Linked DNA regions of Rattus norvegicus: region 1 is linked to region 2. Evidence: chromatin contacts called from public Hi-C data. All regions are on one chromosome and are shown on one strand. Each heading gives the region's core, a stretch centred on a gene start, on an enhancer-like site or on the middle of the called end of the contact. The rest is flanking DNA. Distances are from core to core; before and after follow the strand shown. Region 1 overlaps Alcam (activated leukocyte cell adhesion molecule). Region 2 overlaps Alcam (activated leukocyte cell adhesion molecule).

Region 1 (7,553 bases), core at 813-3,312, 96 kb before region 2:
TCAGTTCTTCAGTGGAATTTTATTAGGTATATTAGACACTGTCCAGATCAGGAACCATGCTGAGAAGTAGTTGGCCAGCACAAAAAAAGCTCAATGACTTTTTTTTAGTAGGTTTTTGTTTTGTCTTATTTGGGCATTTGGGCATTTTGCATCATTATCATCATTATTATTGTTGTTGCTGTTGTTATTATTATTAGTGTGTGTGTGTGTGTGTGTGTGTGTGTGTGTGTGTGTGTGTGTGTGTTTGAAAGAGAAGGGGTGGGGAAAGGTGACATAAAGTTGGGTGGGTAGAGAGATGGAAAGGATCTGGAAAAAGTTGCAGAACGCACTGTATACGGCCACACCAGTCAAACTGCACTTGCAGCTAAAGCATGGTCCTTGTGCTCAGCATGTGTGGACCTGTACCAAGCTTCATTCCACACAAGCCAGACAATCTCTAGTAGTTACTTAACCAGTGTGTATTTATATAGTCTGGCTATAACATTAAGGCCAATGATGGTATCAAGTCCACAGTGTTATCACTAATGTACAGATAACTATGCATTAAGTTTTGTTAAGAAGTAATTGCCAGGCACCATGTCCGCACTAATTGCTAGCCACCGTACCTGCCTGGCTTATATTTATTAGGGTAAAAGAAACAGTGCACCCAGCATTGTGGGATGAGGGATTGATGGACAGGATGCAGAAGGCATTGCCCCGAAAGGACCACGTGTATTGAGTTCTCTCGGATGAAAACCCCATCAGGTGGAAGAAATCTGGATGAAACTCAGTGAATTGGGGGCACAGGTTCTCACCTGTACAGCCAGTGCTGGCTGAGAGTTGGGTCTAGTTAGAGGCAATGGAGGAAAACACACCTGAGAGAAATCTGAGAAAGCTATCTGGAAAATGGTTAAAGCAAAGCTTAAAGAATTTAGATTTTCTTGACCTCTTGCTCTTGCTCTTACCTCTTGTTCCTGCTCTCCCCCTCTCCACATTCTCCTCCCCACTCTTTCTCCATGTGCTCAAGGTCATCCTCTCTCTCTCTCTCTCTCTCTCTCTCTCCCCTTTACTCTCCCCCTTCTCCCTCTCTGCCTTTCTCTCAATTCCCCTCACCATGTTCTGAATAAACTCTGTTCTATACTATAAAAAAAAGAACTTAGATTTTATCCCACAATGACTGTAGAGGTAAGGAAGGGAATGGTGTGTGATTTTGAGGATAGCAGTTATGTGCACAGGTTTTTAGCACTTGATAGTTATTGTTACTAGCAATGGGGAGCAAACACAGCTAGAGAAGGCCCAAGAGTTCCAGAGCCCCGTGCAAAACTTCAATTTCCTATATAATTGTGAGGAAATAGGGCAGTGGGGACAAATAAAGGTAGACATAGTGAATAAAGAGACAGGATGAATGTTTTCAAAGTAAAATCGGTAAGAGTTTCCGTACGTCTGCTGACTCCTCAAGCTCCAAAGTTCACATTTCCCAACATAGCTAAGTACACTGCTCACTTGAAGAACAGCTAATACAGAGCCTCTGTGGGAGTGTACCATACACAGTGTGTGAAATCACACACTAGCTAGGCAAACAGGAATGCGGACTTTTGTGTTAGTTCTTTGGAGAAGCTTGAGACTAAATACGCAGAACAGTCCAAAGCAAATATTAACACGGGCAACGTTAGGTGCCTGGGTTTCTAAATGAAAATTGTTAATATAAAATGCTTTAACACCTTCAGGCCCTGTTTATTGTGTGCTTCAGATTATGGAAATAGGAGAACTAAAATGGGAATGTAAATAATTCCCTTTCTGTTTTATTTGAGTTTTGTGTGTTTACTAGTTGGAGCATTTGACCAAGGGGCCACAATTGAAATGCACAAAAAGCCCCAGACTTTTGTCCTTGTAATTTATAGTTATTTTCCTTTCCTTCTAGAAGTCTCTAAATTAATTGGAGCATCCGGTGTTTTGGAAATGCTTCTGTTTAAATGGAGGACACCGCAAGTCTCTGATGTCAAGTGTAAAGACCTTGCAGGAGTGTGGCATCTGTACTCCAGTTCAAGGTGTCATATGACCAAGATAGTTGCCAATGACAACTGTTGCCAGCCTCACTTGCTAGAAATCTTCAAGGGTAACATGATGCAGAGTGCATTTCCTGTATGGAGAGCATGGAGCTGTTTATTTTTGTATCTCTAACAATGTCTTTGGAATGTTCCTTGTAACTGAGGCTTAGAGTCTAGTCTGTTCTTGGGTTTCCGTCCAAGCTGCACAAAAGGGTAATAGAGCAAACTGTGCTCTGCTCTGCCTGGAAGTCAATCCATCTGTCTAACCTGCAGCTGCCTGGCTGATGGCCTCTCTTCCATTCACCAACTCGGTCGCTTTTGTATGCTCTCCTCAGATGCCCTGTGCTTGAGAAGTGTTTCCAAAGCATAGCATCAAGCACCCACCATGGCAGATTCTGACTCTCTTGTATATGTTCTTTTTTGAAATGTCTGCCATTGAGGTTGAATAACAGATAAGATATCTTTATTCGAAATCTACCATAGGGGTTATAGTGATGGTTCAGTGGTTAGAAGCACTTGCTGCCCCTTCAGGGGACCAGGGTTCCAGTCCTAGCACTTTCACGGTGGCTCCCCACTCTCTGAAACTTTACTTCCAGGAAACCATCACCCTCTGCTAGCTTTGATTGGAGGCAGGCGTGCACTAGGATGAACACACACACACACACACACACACACACACACACACACACGCACATCTGTAACACATACATACATGCAGGCAAAACCTGCATACACCAAAACCTGAAATCTTCCCAGCAACACAACAGGAAATATCAGTTGTTAGCCTACGGTCGAAAAAACACCAGCATAAGAGAGCAAACAAGCAAGGTTTTCTCATTAAATACTTGCTTTCTTGCAACACAGCTAACTTTTGGTTTACAGAACAGAAAGCTTAAATGTTCTCCAATGCACACTCCCCACTATGAGGAAAGGAAAGGGTTAATATTCTGTTGAGATCTGATACTTCATTGCTTTTGTTACCTTACTGTTACTCCGCTGACAAATGCTGAGTACAGTATGTCAGACTTCTTAGTTTACCATAGGAGTTTCCTATTAACAATTAGTAATGATACTGAAAGCACATTGGTTTGAGTTTCTAATTGGTGCTGTATTTAATATATATATATATTATATATGTATGTATGTACATATATATGTATGTCTATGTCTATGTATGTATGTACATATACACACATAAATATATATTTGAAAATAAATATATAAATTAATAAGAAAAATAGAGTATATATTCTTTTTTGCTTATTTATTTTTCGTGTGTGTGTGTGTGTGTGTGTGTGTGTGTGTGTGTGTGTTGAGTGCTTTTGTGTGATGGTTCAACTAGCAGAAGTCAGTTCTTTTCTTCTACCATATGGAACAGGCTTAGGTGGTCAAGCTTGGCACTGAGAACACTTATCTGCTGAGACATCTCAGTGGCCCTGCTGGTGACAAACAATTTAGCTATGCTTTGCGCTTCCTTTGGATTGATTGTCACTATCTCTTACAAATTATTAAACATTTAATTCCATTGCTGAAGCATAGCACATGGTTTGGACGTTAGCAAGCCCCATGGTTTTTAACTTTTGGATTGCCTTGCGAGGGTAAGAGCACGTTGGAGAAAGTCCTACCACAAGCAGAAGACCCCTGGGTCTCAAACGTAAGGGAACAGATTATTATCTTCAGAGCTGTCGCGGGGACAATGAAAATCTGACTTCACATTTCAAAACTACACAGAATATTTAATTTTCCAGGACCATGTAGCTATAATTTTCAAAGAATTTATAATGTAGCCTATCTTTTGTGTCATTTGCATTTTTGTTCTTTAAGGGGCGAGCACTCGGGCAAGCTACAGGTTACATGTTTTCCTGACATCGTATTTTGCGGGCTGGAAAGGAGCCTTACCATGATAACCCAGTCATTCCCACGAGCATGTACTAGGCTACAGATCTGGGACTACCTTGGAAATAATCAAAGTGAGTAAACCCATTCACTGATGTTCTGAGAAGCCCACCCAAACAGGATTTGGAATTCCTGTGCTGTCTCTGACCCGATCTGTTAATCTTTTCTGTCACAGTTCCTGCCAGGTGTCAGTCATTCTGGCTAATGACATCTAACATCTGCCAGCAGCTCAGAACCTACAAAGCACTTTTCCATATATCGGTCTGTTTCCTCACAGTCCCTCTCCAATTTGCCACTAATGTGCCAGGCCTTTGAAAACAATATAATCAAACATAAAAGAGAGGCTATTTAAAGAGTAAACAGAAGCCTAGTGAGAGGCCCCTGGAGTTTCCTTAGAACAAGGCTTAGTTCACGAACATTAGCATTTATTTTGGCTACTCAGACATTTGTGTTTCCCAAGGACTCTTGGCTATGCCTGGAATGGGTGAGGTTGGTAGATAAGAAAATGCTAGCTTTATTAAATATTTTTATTATTGTGCTTGAAAATTAATCATTGTACATTCAAGTGAGACATGACTTAGAGTTTATTTAATGTAGGTTGCTCACTGTATAATTAAAGATGTAGAAGACTAGAAAATCTTAAGTGTTGAAGTCAGAGCTCAGTCAAGAAAATGAATCTTTCAGCTCTTAGTCTCATATTCTTTCCATTAGTATTCCCAGCTTGCAATCTTCTAAGTTGCCTTGATTTTTTAAAAGTAGTCCTCATCGGGAGGTTATTTAATACTTCCTAGGGGCTGCTTAAATCTTCAGGTGATACCAACTCTCTCTATCACACACAGACACGCATACAAACACAAACATACACGGATATACACACACAAACATGTAGGCATGAACACGTCCCCACACACACATGTAACTGTGATACAGTTTACTTTGTAAATAAAGCCCTATAAGAGATTATTAACAATAGTATCTAAGGATAGTCTTGCTTGAACAATTATAACAACGTGCTGTCATGAAACCATCACCACTACTCTTGTACTGATAAAAATAAATAAGCGTTACCGAACAAAAATACTAGGATATGCATAGAACGACATTCTTGCAACTGAGACAGCATTGTTGCACCACGCAGTGTGGATACTGTACACAGCTTAGGCCTGCTGGGCACAAGCAACAGTCATGTCCTGGGTAAGAAGGAGCAAGATAGCTCAAGACTTTACCATGGTGCTCACCAATGTAATTTGAAGTTTGCGAATTGTTTGTTCCTGAAAATTTTAACATGCTACATTTGAATTTCTATGGTCCATGATTAACTCTAACATGGGAAACGGTGAATAAGAAGTTGTACTCTCCCAAATATTGGAATCTTTGACAATGATGTCATAATGACGGCAACACATTTCAAGTACAGTTGTTACCATACAAAATGAGGCCTGTATGAAAATTACCTTTTATTTATTGGATATTTTATTTATTTACAGTACAAATGTTATCCCCTCTCCCGATTTCCCCTCTGGGAACCCCCTATCGCACCCTCCCTTCCCCTGCTTCTAAATCACCTTTCTTACAGTTGAACTGCTAATGTCACCTAAGTATTTTTTTTTCATATGTCTTAAAATTAGAGAAGTAATAGGGAAAAAGTTGAGTTGAAAACATTTCACGGAACCATCTACCGCACACAAAATGTAGATCATGGAAATGCAGAAGCCTAAAAGGGGAAAGAGGATGGGCAAGAGTACAAGGAGAGCGACAGGAAAGGAGTTCAGGTGCCCTGTGAGTGCAGTGCTGGAGGAGAGGGCAGTGTCTTAAGTCAATGATCTTCTCCCATCACTGGACGTAGCTGGTGGTTAAAGCTTTTATTGATTTTCTGGCTGGGAAGGAAAGGGTAGTAAGATACGTTCCGTCTGTGGTAAAGTGGTGGTTTGACTGCAGAGCTGACGCTCGTTCCTCCTAATACTTCCCTTTTCATTCACCGACAGAGTCAGCAGGCATCTCAGTGTTAAGATGAGGGCCTGATCTAATTTCACATGTAATTTATTTATTGGAGCTAAGAAGAGAGTGGAAATCATTGCCCACTCCAGCCGTGAATGCATAAGAACAACTGAATAGATAGCTTGAAATTATGCTCAATGAATCTTCTTGAAATAAGTTTAGTTCATACAACGTTAATGCCAGAGTCTTAGCATTTTATTACCTTACAATGTTGCTCGTGCTTTGTATGTTTAAATGTTTTTAAGTTAAAAAGAAAAAAAAAGATGGCCATGGTACTCCATTTCTGTAACTGCAACCCTGGGGAAGCAGAGGCAGAAGAACCCTTGGGCTTGATGGCCACCTAGACAATTCGCCAACTGGGTAAACTCAGTGAGAGAGCCCGTCTCAAAACAGAAGGTGGACCAACTTTTAGGGAGCGATTTGACATTGACATCGGTGTATTCTACACTAAGACACACAGATATGAGCATGTAGATACATGCGTATGGTGCACACCAAATAAATTTTAAAAAAAGTAAACTACTTCTTACCTTGGGTAGTCAAACTTGGCTTGAAAACTTGCATGCAGACTCATGGCATACTCGTGAGGATTTGTGATTGGGAGGGGAATTGTGTAGATGAAATTCTATCGTGAAGCAATGTAAAGACCATGGTGATAAATCCCCACACAGAATTTAGAAAGAACCTTAGAAAACTTCAGTTGCAGTGAGTCCTAGGACAGCAAGCCATTAATGAAGACCTTGTGCAGAGGGCACAAGTGAAGGAAACTTGCACTTCCCGACCTTCGGTGACGAGGTTTGGGAACAAAGCATCTGTTAGATGAAGCAACCGGGAGTTTTTTATGAGATAGGAGGCATATTAATTTAAAGAGACTGAAATCCAGTAAAACAACAACAGTTCTAAAATTATCATTGTAAAATCTGTTCTCCATGAGGACTCTGTAATTGATTGGATGTAGAATGAGGAAGAGCGTGGAAGGAAGAGTGGGTCACGTGTGAATCTGTGCACTTCTAGAGTCGCGTCAGCTCTCTGCCAAAAGGAACCTGGGAAAATGGACTTGCTTTTATTTGGCAACCTTGCTAATGCTCATCCCACTTAATAATTCGCATGTATACTCGAGAACACGATAGTATCAAGTAACTACAGTATCATCTGTGTAGACTTCAATAAAAGAATAGGAATGAACACATATGTAGGATGGACATGACTTGTTTTATAGACCATTTTTAAAGGACCAAATAAATATTTTAAACAACACAGGGTTTTAGACATCAATATATGTTTGGAAATAATACAATATTAAATTTACCTGAGTTTTTTTTTTTAACCAGGAGTTTGGAAATAATCAATAAAAAATTAACTTGTCACCAGGTTAATGATACATACTTTCTTTTTGAGGCAGGGAGCAGGTTTCTCTTCACAGCAGCCCTGGCTCTTCTGGAACTACGTTGTAGAACAGGTTAGCATCAAACTCACAGAGATTCGCTTGCCTTTGCCTCTGAGCGCTAAGGCAAATCAGGCACCACCATGCCGGGCTGGCGATGCACACCTTCAATTCTAGTACTGGAAAGTCAGAGGCAGATAGAGCTCTGCGAGTTCAAGGCCAATCTGATCTACACAGAGAGTTCCAGG
Region 2 (7,392 bases), core at 3,691-6,190:
TGCATTTTGATGAAATTTGTTCTTAATGAAGATAGTTCCTAAAATAAAGTGTCATGATAATGAAACCATTGTGGGGATGAGAAGAATTATATCAAGCAAACATATTGGAAGGATGCCTAGCACACAATGGATCATATCCATTGTTTCTGATAGCATGGCTGTTATTTCTCCTCATCCAGCTAATGTTGGTTTACTGTTGCTGTTATCTGTGGTATGTAGCTGCTACTGATGTCTCTGCCCCTGGGAGTAGTTTGCTACGAGCATTAGTACTGGGATGTCTGCTTCTTCTGTACATGCCTCTGTTTACTCTCTGATTAACGCACTTTCTTCTATCAAGTAGGACGTCCAACTGATCTAGAGTTTTGAATGTCTTGTGGAATTGGGAGATGCCTCTGCAGAACTCCCAATTCCTCATAATTGTATAGTTTGACTGACTGGGTTTTCCCTCTTTCCAAAATCTTGAAGACAACCACTTGACAAAGATACTTCAACAAATTTATTCAGATCGGAGGCTGCAGGTCTCTGGCCCTTCCTTTTTCTCCTGAGATCACTTTCCGACAGGCTGTCATCTTATAAGCTGTGCGTTAAAGTTTTCCATTAACATGAATAATTGAAAGCTTATATAACAGAAATATCATTCAATATTGTATGATGATAACCAACCCTATTATTATCAGGAGAGGAAGGATACTTGAATATTGGGAATTGTCATGATAAACAAAATGTTAAGATCCATTTATAATGCTATAATGAGAAATATTGGGGTTTTTTTTGGACAAATATCAGTGGACACTGAAAAATAATTAACTTCTTTTCATAACAATTTGAATCTTTAAAGTGGCCCACAATCATTTTTAGGATTCGATCCTCACAGAAAGCCTGTGTGCTGAAGAAGGTCTTCTTCTAGCGTTTTTCACCCAGGAAGAGTCTGAAGCATGGTAAAGAGGCAGTTTAACAGTGGTCAAAATGTAATTAGATTTCTCTGTCTAGAAGTTGCTAGCATGCTGTTAGGCCAATTGAAGCCCGTCTGTCTCTGACAGGCAAACCGAATACAAGAGTTAACATTTAGATTTCTTAGTGAATCAACAACAGATCGCGCTCCCAAGTTTGCTGAGTCTGTTATCAGTACTGTGGGTAGAAAAACATACATGTACCCTCCTCCTCTGAACACACATACAACACCCTCAAAATTGACATAAACCCATAAATTTTGAACCAGCTAATCCTCTGATAGATTTTACAGTAAATGTCACATCACACTTTTTCCTTTTTTCCTCAACTAAGGACAGCATGTCTTTGTGGTTTCTGTCTCAGCCTACCCAGCCAGCTTAACCCATTTTACAAATTCTGGGTGACCCAGATCTGCAATCTTGGAGACAGACCTTGCTTATGGTAAGGCAAGGCATTCCCATAATATCCAAAGGTGACTATTAAGGCATAATAACACCAGCATTTTTAAGGTTACAAACATCAAATTCAAAATTATGTGGCTACCTCTATTTTGTAAATACACATCAATGTGAGTATGCATTCCTTATACCCAGAATATGTCCTCTAGGAATGAAACCCAATCTGCTCTCTCATGGGAGATGGTGATGCTTCAGTATAGGTTCCTGAGTTGTAGCATTCACAGCATTCTGGTGACAGAAAGTGGCAGTGGAGGGTCCCGGATGTGTGGCAAAGAAAATGCTGTATAATGACTCCCAGCACCATACATCACAATTGCTGGGAACTTAGAACTTCCCTGAAAAAATAAATTCCTGAAAGTACAGATCTATCTGATCTAAATTCATTGTATTCATACGGTTCCCACTGACAATGCATGACATAATTTTCCCTTGTGGTAAGGACAGGGAATTCTTATCACTGTGACAAAGTGCCTGACACACTTCTCAACAGAAAATTCCCATTGTGAAAGATGTCACTGAAAAAGGTAACCGAAGGTTCTTAATCAACTTCTGTGTAAATTTTTGACTTGAGATGGGGAAATCTGGTAAAGTTCCCAAGTTTTATTATAGTCACTTGCTTCTCATGACATCTGTCATCCCAGAATCACATGGTCATTGCTATTTCTCTATTTGTCTAATCTAAGTAGTGCTTCTCAGTCATAGCTACATTTCAGAGTCTGTTCCAAAGCTCCCCAAAAGTATAGACGGCAGTCCCAGACCTATGAAGTCAGTAACTAGATCTTTCTTCTAATTCTAGGCACACTTCCTGGAACCCACATGGTAGAAGAGAACCAAGTCTAATGTCCTGTGGACCTTCACATGACCCCTATGGCACATACACACTCACATGTACACACACACACACACACACACACACACACACACACACACACCGATGTGTTTATAAAAAGATAAAGAGAGGATATACCCTGGGTTTTGGCACTAATGTTGCATTTATGTTTATAAAAAGATAAAAAGGGTGTGGGGTTATGTTCTTTGGGAGTGTGGTGAGGTATGGAGAAAAGGGGTGCCTCAAGAGATCTAGGCTGAGACATCCCTTCCACCTGAGGGACTAGCCATATGATGGTATAGTGTAGAATAGAGTTTATTAGGAGCATGAGGAGGGGAGTTAAGAGGGTAGTAGGGCAGAGAAAGAGAGAAGTAGAGAAGAAGAGAAGTATAAAAGTAGAGAGAAAAAGAAGAGCAAGAGAGAGCAGGAGCAAGAGAGCGAGGAGGGGGCAAGCAGCCTCTTTTATCTTGTAAGGCATACCTGGAGCTGCCAGGGAACTATGGGGCAGAGCATACCTGGCTGTTGCCAGGTTACTGTGGGGGTGAAGCTTAGACAGAGTGCTGACACACACACACCACACACAACACACACACACACACACACACACACACACACACACATTTCCATGGAGTTGTTAAGTTTAGCAATCATCACTTTCACCTACTCTTACCAGCAGATATTGTATAACACGTTTAGTGTGCCATTAGCAAGGAACTTCACATTTTCTTCAGTGGTTCACAACACATTTGTTAAGTTTCCCATGATTCTGTAAATTACCCATCATCCATGTTCCTGCAAACAATTATATTTGACCTAACATCTTCACACACGGAAAAGAAAGTGAAGCATAATTTCAAAAGAACAGTGAGGTCAGCAGGATTGAGAAGACAAGACAGGGTAATGAGGGGTAAATATGATAAAAATCATTTAATATATATGTATGGACATATCATAATGGAGCCCACCATTATATATGATAAATAGATGTAGACAAAATACACTTTAAAAATAAATTTTACAAATAGCTCTTACCTACTTGGTGAAATAGTATGTTTTAAAATGTAACATGTTATTGATTCTTGTGGACTTTCATACATACATACAATTTATTTTGGTCAAATGTAACTTAACTCCTCTCTCTGACTAACTTAGATACATCACCCAACATCTCAAAACCTTACTCCATTTGTTATAACCCAGCAAGTACAAATTGTGCTGCCCAGGCACTCATGTATAGTTCTCTGCACTCTGAATAATTGTGATGTGTGTGTCATATATATGTATTATGACTATGCATTTATGTATGCATTTTTATATGTATGTATCATATACATGTATGTATCATATACATGTATGTATATTTATGAATATATGTATGTGTTTTTGTGTACACCATATATGTATGCATGTTTACGAATACATGTTTGTGTGTTTGTATTTAGGAAGTTTATAGTGTGCTTCCATATGACTCTTTCAACCATCCTTAGTGTTTTCCCTTTCTTCACCCCTCCGACAGTCTACCTTCTCAACCATCGCCCAACTAAACCGCCCTCCCCATTACTTTTCTTTTTTTCATAGCACACATTCTAAATATTCAATATCCCCATTGTAAGACAGACATTACTTGCCCTATTTTACAGGTGGAAATCAAAAAAATCAAAAGCCTGAATCAAGCATCTCAAATAAATATGGCATGACAGTGAGGGCTGAAACTGGTCATTGCTCTATGTAAGGTATCTAAAATGAACAGGTTAATATCTCTCTGCTTGACCGTGGACACGTCAACCCCTCCACATTCACACCTCCGTTTGACTATTCAGTGCTGTCTAGGCCTGACTCTTTCCATCTCTATGCATTCCAACAGCCTTTTGCCAGCTCTGATAACATGGTTAAGACCTTTTAACATTCCTCTCTTTTCCGTATCATGACTGCAAATGTCTGTTACAGAAGGGCATTAATAAACTTGTTATGTAAGTGTAATACATTATGTCAGATCAGTTTGGACTTCCTGAACACCCTAAAATTCAGTTAAAACATTTGTATCTATAAATGACAATCCTTTAATTTGCTACTCAGAAGTGAAATAAGACCTAGAACATTTGGACACTTGGATGTCAAAGATAGTCTTTAAAACGTTATTTAAACAAACAAACAACAAAACAAGAATAACAAGAAGAAAACCCTATATCTATTTGTAGTGACAGAATAAAAGTTTTCAAATACTTCCAAACATGCTCTAAGAAATACAGTCCATCATAGTGGTGAGGATCCAAAAGAATGATATTTATTTTCTCATTCTTCCTTTGGTTATTTAAATTTGCCTATAGTATTTTATTGTCTTGTACAGCACAACGTAGTTACTCCAGTCAGCTGCTATATTTAAGGAGAGGAGTAACGTGTAAAATCATCTTAAAAATAAAGATTAAAAATGGGTTGGAGGCTCTATTAATTGCCAGAGTGATTTTTGTATGGGCCAGGCCTTGGCTTCTATTCCTAGCACTGCAGTACTAGGAGATAAATAAAAATAAAGATGATAGTAACAAGTCATTGACAGAGAAGTAGTAGTTGTGAGGAAGAGAGTGTGGAGATCTAGGACAAGTCTAGTTGCTCTTCAGAAGGTTTTTGTACAAAGGGATGCAGGCTGTCTGATAAGCAAGTTAATTTTAGCCAGAAAGTGAGAGTGCTCTGTGTTCTCCAGCCCAAGGCAAATGCTGAAAAGGAGCCAAAGTTTAGCAAACAGAGTGAGTCTTGTTGTCTTTGTGTGAGCAGTTCATTTTAGATTTTCCAGGGAAGACAGGTTTTGTACTGTTTTGGTGTACGGGACAAGACACCCTAAAACAGCAGTCCAAGAACCATTAGCAAGATTTAATCTCAAATCATAAAATGCTGAAAAAAATATTACAGACATTGACTCAGTATAGTCTTTGCTTCTTTCTTTAGATTTATTACTTGTTTGTTTGTTTGTTTGTTTGCCTCAGCAAAACCCAGTAAGAGACTGAAAGGACTGCAGAGCATGAAAGTGAGTAGGCTAATGAGAGCATGTCCATGTGACGGCCTGTATGTACTGCCTATGGAAATTCCTTATTAAGTTACTGATTTTAGCTAGCTTTTGATATGGGTACTAACTAATAACACTCTGACAAATTCTATAGCATAATTTTTTTAGATCTTTAATATTCAATACATAAATTGACTATTGCTATGGCAACAATGGACTAACCCTACCCAGAAAGGCAACAGGCATTCAATTTGCTTTGAAGCTAAACTGTAAAAAATAAAAATAACTTTTCTAGAACTTGAAGTACATTTATTTTTTGAAATAAGAAAGGTGGCCAGCCACAAGTAGTACTCTTTTTTTTATGAGTCTTTTTCTATCTCCATTTTAATGGGCTTTCAAATGAATCTTAAAAGAAACTCACATTTATTCTTAAAATTCTTAAAAGAAACCTAGCCACTGAGAGCAAACTGCCCTTTGTCATGTTAGAGTCATAAGCTAGAGAACTGGGACTAAATAAAAATATGAATGTAAAAAAAAAACCAAGAAATTACGTTTACACATCTTAGGAGGTATTTTTTTTTCTACCCTGTTCCTTGGCAGAAGTAATGTAAGAGGCAATTCCCAAGTACAAAGAAAAGTGTAGATGTGAATTAATAGTTATCGGAAATTAGTAAATGTGACGAACTTCCTTATAAATAGTGTTCTGAAACATGTTGTGGCTAATGGCTTAGGATGCAAGAGATAGGACTAGAGCGATAGCCATAAAAGAGGCTTTCATCCCAGGGAAATAATTTACACACTCAACACAAGTGCAGTCATTGCACTGGTGTGCTGCTATCCATCTTAATTATCGCAATAAATGAACACTGGCCATCACACTTAAAAGACTATGGGACACTGCATGTTTACCCAAAGATCAGAAAGGAAAGCTTTATGTTACAATCAAGGGAAGATGAAATTGGAAATTAGGCTACTAATCTGATGAAATATTTTTTACTGAGTAAACAAGGAGCCTTTGGCATTGAAAATTTTTTCCACTCGACCTTGTAAATTTGTCGATATTTTGGTTTAAGTCATACACTTTGACCAACACGCAGAAATCAGATTGGAGTCATGAAAAATTATTTCTCTTATTGGCAATAATTAATCAGAAGCAGTTGTTGTAGGCTTGGCCTGGTAGAGTCTCAGCAGATAAACAATAGTGTCCCTCCTCACACAGCTGCTTTCACAGTGTGGGTCCAGGACAAGCCTTCTCTGCAGCATATGGTCAATGCTAGAAATGCAAATTTTACACCCCCCATGCCAGAAATGGGGAATCTGGAACTCTAGGGGCTGGGCCTAAAAGTCCGTTTGAATAAGCATTGTGGTCATTCTAATGCATGCCCAAATTTGAGAACTACCAGACAACCAAAACATAAGGTGCCTAGAGAGACATTCATTCTTTATTCTTTTCTTGCCAACACCTACCCCAGTACACTGGCTGACTCTAAGTAGTTACTAAAAAGAACATGTAAAGTATTGACCTCATGTCAATTTCAGTAGATAATTCCAATCATTGTCCTGGGTATTTTCAACTACCTGTAGATTATTAATTTAACTTACAAAAGTTTTTCAGTTGTCTTAGAGTCTTTAATATGAATGAATTTTTATGTACAGTTAGAGTAAAAATTAATTTATCAAAAATATTATTTATGATACATTAACTGGATGAATAGTGTTGAATTTTTATGTGGGTGCTTTTGGCCTCTTTGCCATTATTGGAAAATTGATAAGATGGTTCCTTGACAAGGTAGAAGTCACGAATCACGGACTCAGGGACCTGTTATGCTGTATCTCTGACCTGTTAGTCTCTATGACTAGCATAAGTTTGAAAATTTACTGACTTAACATTTACAATTTTTATTCCTTATTATTAATTCAACACAATAATTCAACATAATATGCAATGTTTTTTTAATTACACATAAACTCTAGTACTTTGGATAGATTCAGTTTACACGTCACATATATAATCTGCAAAAACCATGGTTTATTTTCCCAAGGCAATGTTTAAACAGAATGAGCAAAAAAAGAGAAACTTGATGAATGAACTGGGATGTGACTGTGGGAAGTCTCCACTTGCATTTCCAGCTAAAGGCCGGAAGGTGCATAAGGGG

What was found. A called contact is a pair of places that touch in the nucleus more often than the background predicts.
Region 1: a Hi-C map of liver shows a contact between it and region 2, with 4 times the contacts expected there. The contact joins two enhancer-like sites. A contact is called at or near these places in 3 of 12 Hi-C or Micro-C datasets (the A7r5 cell line, liver and mammary epithelial cells).

Annotation. Positions count from the first base shown.
Region 1 is chr11:61,917,315-61,924,867 of GRCr8, reverse strand. The region is part of intron 1 of Alcam (activated leukocyte cell adhesion molecule); the gene reads right to left. Among named protein-coding and RNA genes, the nearest start is that of Alcam, 120 kb to the right of the region's middle. Within about 2 kb of position 2,062, at least 10 of the 93 cell types and tissues checked have an H3K27ac peak or open chromatin away from gene starts, as enhancers often do. A contact at or near this core is called in liver, where this site is marked.
Region 2 is chr11:61,824,764-61,832,155 of GRCr8, reverse strand. All of the region lies in intron 1 of Alcam (activated leukocyte cell adhesion molecule), which reads right to left. Among named protein-coding and RNA genes, the nearest start is that of Alcam, 23 kb to the right of the region's middle. Within about 2 kb of position 4,940, at least 31 of the 93 cell types and tissues checked have an H3K27ac peak or open chromatin away from gene starts, as enhancers often do. A contact at or near this core is called in liver, where this site is marked.